2 separate regions of the Sus scrofa genome follow, and region 1 is linked to region 2. The links are chromatin contacts, called in public Hi-C maps. All regions are on one chromosome and are shown on one strand. The core of a region is the stretch at or near the end of the contact, and the rest is flanking DNA. Distances in the headings are between cores, read along the strand shown.

Region 1 (3,532 bases), core at 260-2,759, 340 kb after region 2:
AAGACAGCTAACAGTCACTGAACCCTTACCATCCGCCAGACACTTCCTGTTTACTTCCGTGTAAAGGGCACAACTTCTCCTGCCCAGTCCCCGCTCCGGGGCGGGCAGTGGGAGTCTGCCTGGCACGCCAGCCCTAAGATCCTGGCACACAGTCATACCCAGTACGAGTGAGCTGCTGCCATTGAAATCTCCACACCCATAGGCAGTTCCTACCATTGTCCCCCCATTTTGTACACGGAGAAAACTAGACACCTAGAGGTTAAGCAATTTGCCCAGAGCCACAAAGTCACCAAAAGGCTGAACCAGGATTTAAACCTGGGCAGTCTGATTCCAGACCCGGCTTGATCAACTTTTAAGGAACGAGGGCACTAAAAACTCTGAGTTGGAGTCAAAATGCCCATCGCCAGAAGCCTAGGGACCCACTCACCTTTCTCTGCCCCGTTTGCTTATCTTGTGAAATGGAGCTTGTCATCAACCTTACTTTCCCCTTCCTTCCACCTCCCTCCCATTGTGACCATGAGCCAAGATAAAGAGATGCCAGGCATTTTTCTAAGAAGGAGGGTGGTAGGAGTTGGGGTGGGTCACAAGGGGTTGAAATGAGCCCAGAATCCAGGGGGGGGGTGTGCTTCTGTAGGAGTCCAGTTGTTTTCCGTGGAAAGGCTCCCAGAGACCTTCTGGAACCCCCCAAATCCATTCTTACCTCCCTTGCCCCCACAGGTTATTCTGACATAAAAGGTCTTACCACTGTGCCTCCTTCCCTCCCGCATGTGCCAGGGAGCCCCGGATAAGATCTTTTGTGAAATGTATAGCAACATGGCTGAGGCTGGATTTTAGGGTGGAGGATGAAGGTGTGTATTTGCCGGGAGGGGGCGCGGGTGGGGGGGTGAGGTTGATGGTGTCGGGTTATTTGACACAGTCACGCCAAGCAAGGGGGGCTGAGAAGGGTAAGCCTAGGCTGGAAGCCAGAAGGCTAAATCAAATCAAACGTTAATGACCGCTCTCTGTAAAACGCGATCAGTCATCCCCGGCTCACAGGGTGCTGCTGTGAGAATCACTGAGACTCGATACTTGTAATGCCTTCAGCACACAGTGCCTGGCACGGCGCGGGCGCTCAGCAGATGGGAGCACTGTTGTATACGTGTGTTATTACACACTTGGGTAGCTACCAGCCAAAGCAGTCCGTCCCTTCCATTTTAGACACTGGCCTAGGCCCCAGGGGATACCCCAAGGATATTTAAGACAAGGTGGCTTGCCAACCTATGGGGGTGTTGAGAGTCTCACGAATGGGGCGCAGTCTTGAGAACTCGCCACGAAAGTCTTCCTGGGCGGCGCAGGCCCTCTGGTTGGATTCCCTCTGGGCGTGAGCGCGCCCCCCGCAGGCGATCGCCGGGAAAGCCTGGGCTGCGAAGCCGGGGGGCTCAGTCCCCCAACCCCTCTCTCCCGCCCGCCCCGGCGGCCACCCTCGGGGCGAGGCAGCCCGGCGCGTGGGAGGGGACGGCGCGCCATTGGCTTGTGCACGGAACCGAGAGGAGGGACCAGCGCGGGCCGCCAGACTCGGGCAAACCCCGGCCGCGCAGGGCGCCGCGCGCAGTCCAGCCCGCCCTGCCCTGCCCCGCGCTGGCGGCGCGATGTGAGGCGCCCGAGGGCCCGAGCGTCCCCCTGGCACGCCAGCTCCGCGCAGCGCCGGCGCCAGCGGCGCTAGGAACGTAAGTTCTGCTCCCCGGCGCCGCTTCGGAGCCTCGCACTTTCCCCTCCCGCCGCCAGCCGGCCGGTGCCTGCGCAGCGCAGCCCAGCGGGGCTCCTGCGGCCGCAGGGACCGCGGGGGACAGTGAGGACCCCGTGCGCGCGAGCCGGGCGCCCCAGCACCTTTTGGCGCCGGCGGGTTCTGCCGGGACCCCAGGGATCCCCCTTCCTCGGCTCTCCCAGGCGCCGTCCCGCAGCCCCTTCTGGTCCTCTCCTTCGAGCTCTCCGCACGCTGCCCTTTCCTCGGACTCGATTTCCCTCTCTTCCGCCGGCTTCCTGCCTCCACCGCCTCCTCCCTCTTGGGCTGTTTATTCTTCCCTCGGCCTCCCCCTCTCCGGCTCGTGCTCTCCGCCTCGGAGCGAGAGAGAAAAAGGGAGCGGAAAGCAGTGTCTCCCTCCCTGGGGTCTGACTCTGTCCCCGCGCTCGCTTCTCTGTCCCCACCCCCTCCATCCCTGCCCCGGCCCTCCCTCCATTGTTCCCGGGTCCGGAGAGTGTGCGGCAAAAACTTGCGAGTCCGCGTCCTCGCCCCCGCTGGGTCGCGGAAGGAGGTGGCGGAGTTGCCGTTGCCCACAATTCTGGTCCGACCACGGTTCGGGGGGCCGTGGGGGCGGGGGTGCTGGCCCACGGCTCCTGCCCGGGGTTCTCAGCCCTTAGACCCGGGTCTCAGAAAGTGGGTGGGGGCCTGGAACTGGGAGATGAAAGGCCCCATTAGAGGGGGGCGGGGAACGAGACCGGGAGACCCCGGGCTCTAGGCTGCAGGGGCGGGGGGAGCAGAAGCGGAAGCCGCGCCTAAGCCCTAGCTGTTGGGGGCGGGTAGGGGAAGCACAGGTGGAGACCGACGCCCCCTACTCTCCTCTAGATCGTGCAGCTCAGCGGCACCCGGGCCGTGCGAGGCCATTGTCCCGGGTTAGAGTGGGCTGGGACTGCCGGCCTTGGGCGGTATACTCGCACCCACCTCCCGGGGGGGGAGGCGGTGATCTGTAAAGGAACCCGCAGAACGCCGCGCCCACCCCCGGTGCCCCTGGCGCGGTCGGGCGATCGCTTAGCTTCCTCCCTCCCTGCCCCCACCCGGTCCTGGGCTCCCGCCGCCTCCACCTCGGGGCCCCAGGGAGGGACAGACAGCGGGTTTCTACGTGGGAGCTAAGGGGGCGGAGGCGGGAGCCCTAGGAGGGTGGAGGCCGAGAACTCCAAGGCTTCTCCAAAGCTCTCAGCCCAGCGGCGAGAGCCGAGGTCGCCTCGCCGCCCCACCGCCCCGCACTTCCTGGTTGATTTCCTTCAAACTTTCCTGGTGGGGTCGTCCTGCGAGGAGAAGGCCCTGGGGATGCCCACCCCACCTGAGCCCTGGTCTTGGATCTCCAACCCTGGTGGCCTGTGGAGAGGGGGCTGATACCCTATCTTCCTGTAGCCCGCAGATCCCAGGGACACGGGGGGCGGGGGAGGGGTGTGGGAGGGGATGTTGGGAGGGAGATGGAGGGGGAGGGAGGGTTGTTGGAGAGCCGGGAGGGGGCAGAGTCCATTCTTTAGCCGTCCCTTACTCACCCTCAGCCCAGAGGGAACAAAGATTTTTCTCGTTGGGTTGTTAGTCAGTAAGAAATAAGACTGCATATCCTCCAAGCCTCTATTATCCCTTCTGTAAAATGGGCCCCTTGCCCCCCCCCATCCCCTTTCTGCTCCATTGTCTTGGGAACCAGCCGCCCTGGTTTTCTCCGTTTCTACGCACATGCTGTCAGTTTGAGTGGAAGGCTGAGGCCCAAAGCCCTCTACCCAGGTTTGGCTGTCAGCACCTGCT
Region 2 (4,016 bases), core at 836-3,335:
AGATTTAGAATCTGGGACCTACACTTGAGGAAAGAGCATGTGCGGGGAAAAAAAAAATTCTGCCCAACCAGTTTACTATCCTGCTGGGAGAAAGCTGTACCAGCTCCTTGGTGAGGTGCCATGAGGTACCCTCCACCCCCATCACAACCAACTGAAAAGGGCAGTCACGTGTCAGTTCCCAGGACTCACAGATGCAGCTTAGCGATTTGGACGCATGACATGGTCTTTTTGATGAAGACAGAGGAATGCGTCCTGGGATGAGCCCTGCCTGTCTGTATATGTTAACTGCCCAGCTACCCACATCAACCTCATAAAAACTCATCCACTTGCCAGCATACAGGAGGGAGGGCCAGAAAAAGAGTTCATTTAATTTGTTATTGTTGGCTTTCGACTACAAGGAGGACTGGCAGGGCCCCACAGGAGTCACCTTGGGTGGCCTTGAGAATGAAACCAAAAGGCTGGGGCGCTACTGAACAGGGCTGATGCGGAGAGGGGCGCAGGCTCTGAATCTGAACACCTCAAGGTGGGTGGTGTCCTGCATCCATAGGCATTTCTGCTTCTGCAAAGTGACTATCAGAGTCCAAGGTCGCTGCTCCTTGGGACTGGGTGGGTCACCAAGGCAGGGACACACCTCTGAGGACCTCTCCAGACTTACTGCTGTGAAAACTCTTGAGAATTTCACAGGGAAGAGCATTCTGATCATCTATCCACGAGCATAACCCAGTCCCCGCGTTGCCTTCACAGTCTATGGAGTCACCGAGAGGAGGACAGCGTGCCTAAGGGCAGAGCATGAAACGTGGCATCCTTAGAGTGACTTACACTAGGGGCTCACAGTATGTGAAGGCCAATTTGCCCCAGCAGAGATTCCCTCTCAGCATCCTCCAGAAGTACTTAGAGCACTTGCCTAGGGCTGTGCCCCTCTTGTCTTGCAAGGGCATGCAGACTTTCCTTTGAGCCAGGCTCTGTCACCACTCAGTGTGTTTCTCAAAAGGAGACTGACTCCTACACCCTCCTTCTCTCAGGCCCTGTGACTGGTCCAAGGGGCGGGAGCACCACCTAAGCTGGGCCAATCAGGCATCTTCCCTAGGATTTTACATACGGTTGTTGGGAAAGAGAAGGAAGTTCTCCCCCGTTAAAACACAAGCTTCAGGACGGGCCTCCAGACCTCCTGGAGGATTTTGAAGGAATGGAGGTCAGTATGAAATGCAGAAAAAGAAAACAAAGGATCTTGATCCTACCTATATCCTTGGATCCCACAGATCCTGGGGGGCTGTCCCTTATCCCTTACAATGACAGGGGACTCATTGCTCGCAAGGCAGACTCACCTATTGGATGGTGTTCAGATCGTGGGAAGTTTATCCTTGGCTGGAATGATCCAGAATCAGCCTCTCCATCACTTCCTCCCAAACTTTCTGGAGGAAATTGGAGCAAATATTCGTACTCTCAGCAGAGCTCTAAAGACATCTGCATGGAGCCGTCCTGGTAGATGGTGCCCTGGAAGGTGCCTCTGGCTCTCGCCGTCTGGACCTCTAGCCCACCCCAGCCATCCCTCCTCGGGTCCTCACAGACTGTGGCTTCCACTGCCCACCTGCGCATCACTGTCAGAACACTGCCTGGTGTCACATATGCAAAAAGACATCGCTGGCAGGTCTCTGAGGGCCTGCAGGGAAGTCAGAGACTCTTCACTCCTCTCAGTTGCCCCCTTTAAAAGGATTCACAGGATAATCACACATCTCCTGCCCCACTCCAACGCCACCGCTGTCACGTCTGGTTACCGCCACTAGTAGTATTGCTGGCTACCGTTTTTTGACTCCTAACCAGGTTGCCAGGTGATGCACTAAGAACTTGTCATACACTGTCTCCTTTGAGCCTGAAAACACATTGGCGAAGTCAGTATTGTTAATCCATTCTACAGATGGGAAAATGGAGGCTCAGAGACAAGCCTGTCCTGGGGGGTGGGGGTGGCGAGGCTGCCATTCCAGCCACTGATCAGTGGGAAAACCAGGCCTGTTGAGGCCACAACTGGGGAGCAAGTCAGAGGCGTCAGCAAGGGAGAACGGAGGGGCGGAAGAGCTGTCAGCCGGCCTTTGCAGGATGTTTGTTAACCAGCCCCACAGGCGCCAGAATTGGGGCCTGCTGACCACGGGGTGTTTACAGGCTGCTGTAAACTGTTATTTTATGGCTGGGGTGCAGGCAGGAAATTGAGTTTTATGGCTCACTAGGCATCAATAACAAACGCCACTCCATAGGCTCAGAGCACTAAACAAACATTAAGTGAGAAAGCCATCCGGTTCCAGTGCCCTCCTGGAGAAGGGTCTCTGCCAAATACTCCAGCCCAAGCCTCCTTCCCTACAGTGGGAGTGGGAAGGCCAAAGTCACTTAGTTGGGTTTCGTTTGTTTTAGTTTCCCAAAGAAACAAAGATTTAGCAATTCTTTTGGCTAGGAAAAAAAGAAAAAGAAAAGCCTGCCCCACCAAAGGGACTAAGTAAAAAGATAAATCACTGATATCAACTGCTTGCCTTTCATAGCGTTTTTTAGAGTTCTTAAAGGGCGATCCCGCGCAACCACTCACTCGGCCCTCGTGGAGGGAGGCAGGAATCCTCACCCTCATTTTACACATGAGGAAATTGCGTTTTAAAAGGGGGAAGGACTTGCCAAAAGTCAGTAGGTAACTGGTTAGATATATCATTTGGGACTCTTTTGGTTGCAAGTAATAGATTTTTTTCTCAACCTGGATAAGACAAGGAAAAGGAAATGTAGCTACTCATGTACCCAAAGGCTGGGCTGACTTCAGGCATAGCTGAATCCAGGAATTCCTGTTTCTCCTCACCTCTGTTCTTCCTCCTCCTTCTCCACCACATTCTCAACATTTAGAAGTTCCTGGGCCAGCACCCAAACTTGCGCCACAACTGAAAACTGAGACACAGCTGCAGCAATGCCAGGTCCTTACTCTTGGCCACAAGGGAAATTTCCTCCTCCTCTCCTTCTTCTTTTTTTACTTAGAAATGTTATTGGAGTCCAGTTGACTTTAAAAATAAAAATTATTTTCAGGTTTCCTTTGTGGGCTTGTGTCTAAAGCAGACCCACATCTAGGTGGCATCTAGCAAGGATAGATTTGCATTATTCTTACAGCCACAAATCTCAGTAGAAAGAGCTTGTTTTTTTCCTTTGGTCCCAATAGAAGTCCCAAAATTGAGTCTCATTGGACCAAGTGCCTACTTTGAACCCATCCCTGTGGCTATGGGGATGGGATATGCTGGCTTCCCAGGTCTGTGCTGTGGCCACTTAAGAAGAAGTCATTGGGCTCTGCAATGTGGCATTTTGGAGTCTCCCAGGAAAAGGACTACCTCCTTGCCCCTTGACACTGAGACCAAGTTCACCAGTCAGTGAGTTAGGTAAACAACTTCCCCATCAGCTTCTTACTGCTTCATCCTAAAACTGAGCGATCCCCTAGGGGGGAAAGACAAAAAAACTCACAACATGAAAGAAAAAGCATTGCCAAATGGAGGGGAAAGAAGTACCCACCAAACTGAGAAGGCATTTGAGACTGAAAACTGAGGCAGGCAGTTCCATATAATCAATGAGTCAGTTTATTACAGGGTAACTTACTCACAGGAGGCTATGAGAATCAGGCAGACAATGACCTGGAAACGTCTGCAGCTGCACTCACATAGCTGAGGGGCCCCTGGGACAATTCTATAGTTAGTCTAGGGTATGTGGTAGGTGCTTGGAAACAAGACATGCAGTTCTAGGTTAAGGTTTATGAATGGGTAACCAGTCGTGTGGGTGCCCAGAATACATTAGGGAAGGTTTTCATCATTGTTTGGGGACTAATGGAGCATAGAGGTCGCCTGTTTCTAATGACGATTAAACAATATTTATTGACTACAAAGCCTTTTGCTGACAGTGAAGTGATTCAGTGCACAGTACAATGCTGGGTAGGGTCAGTGGAAGGATAGGAGAAAGTATAAGGGCCCAAGATGGAGTCAGTTATGCTAACAGCCATACAGAAATCA

The links. A called contact is a pair of places that touch in the nucleus more often than the background predicts.
Region 1: a contact with region 2 is called in a Hi-C map of omental adipose tissue, with 2.7 times the contacts expected there. The contact joins the promoter of TP53I11 here to the enhancer-like site in region 2. A contact is called at or near these places in 2 of 5 promoter capture datasets (fetal liver and fetal skeletal muscle) and 16 of 47 Hi-C or Micro-C datasets (adipose tissue, alveolar macrophages, brain and 11 more).

What each region holds. Positions count from the first base shown.
Region 1 is chr2:17,446,650-17,450,181 of Sscrofa11.1, forward strand. TP53I11 (tumor protein p53-inducible protein 11) reads left to right here and starts at 1,510. Exons shown (of 8, transcript XM_003122849.6): 1 at 1,510-1,706.
Region 2 is chr2:17,101,721-17,105,736 of Sscrofa11.1, forward strand. All of the region lies in intron 1 of LOC106509364 (a long non-coding RNA gene), which reads left to right. Among named protein-coding and RNA genes, the nearest start is that of SYT13, 16 kb to the right of the region's middle. Within about 2 kb of position 2,086, at least 5 of the 83 cell types and tissues checked have an H3K27ac peak or open chromatin away from gene starts, as enhancers often do. A contact at or near this core is called in adipose tissue and omental adipose tissue, where this site is marked.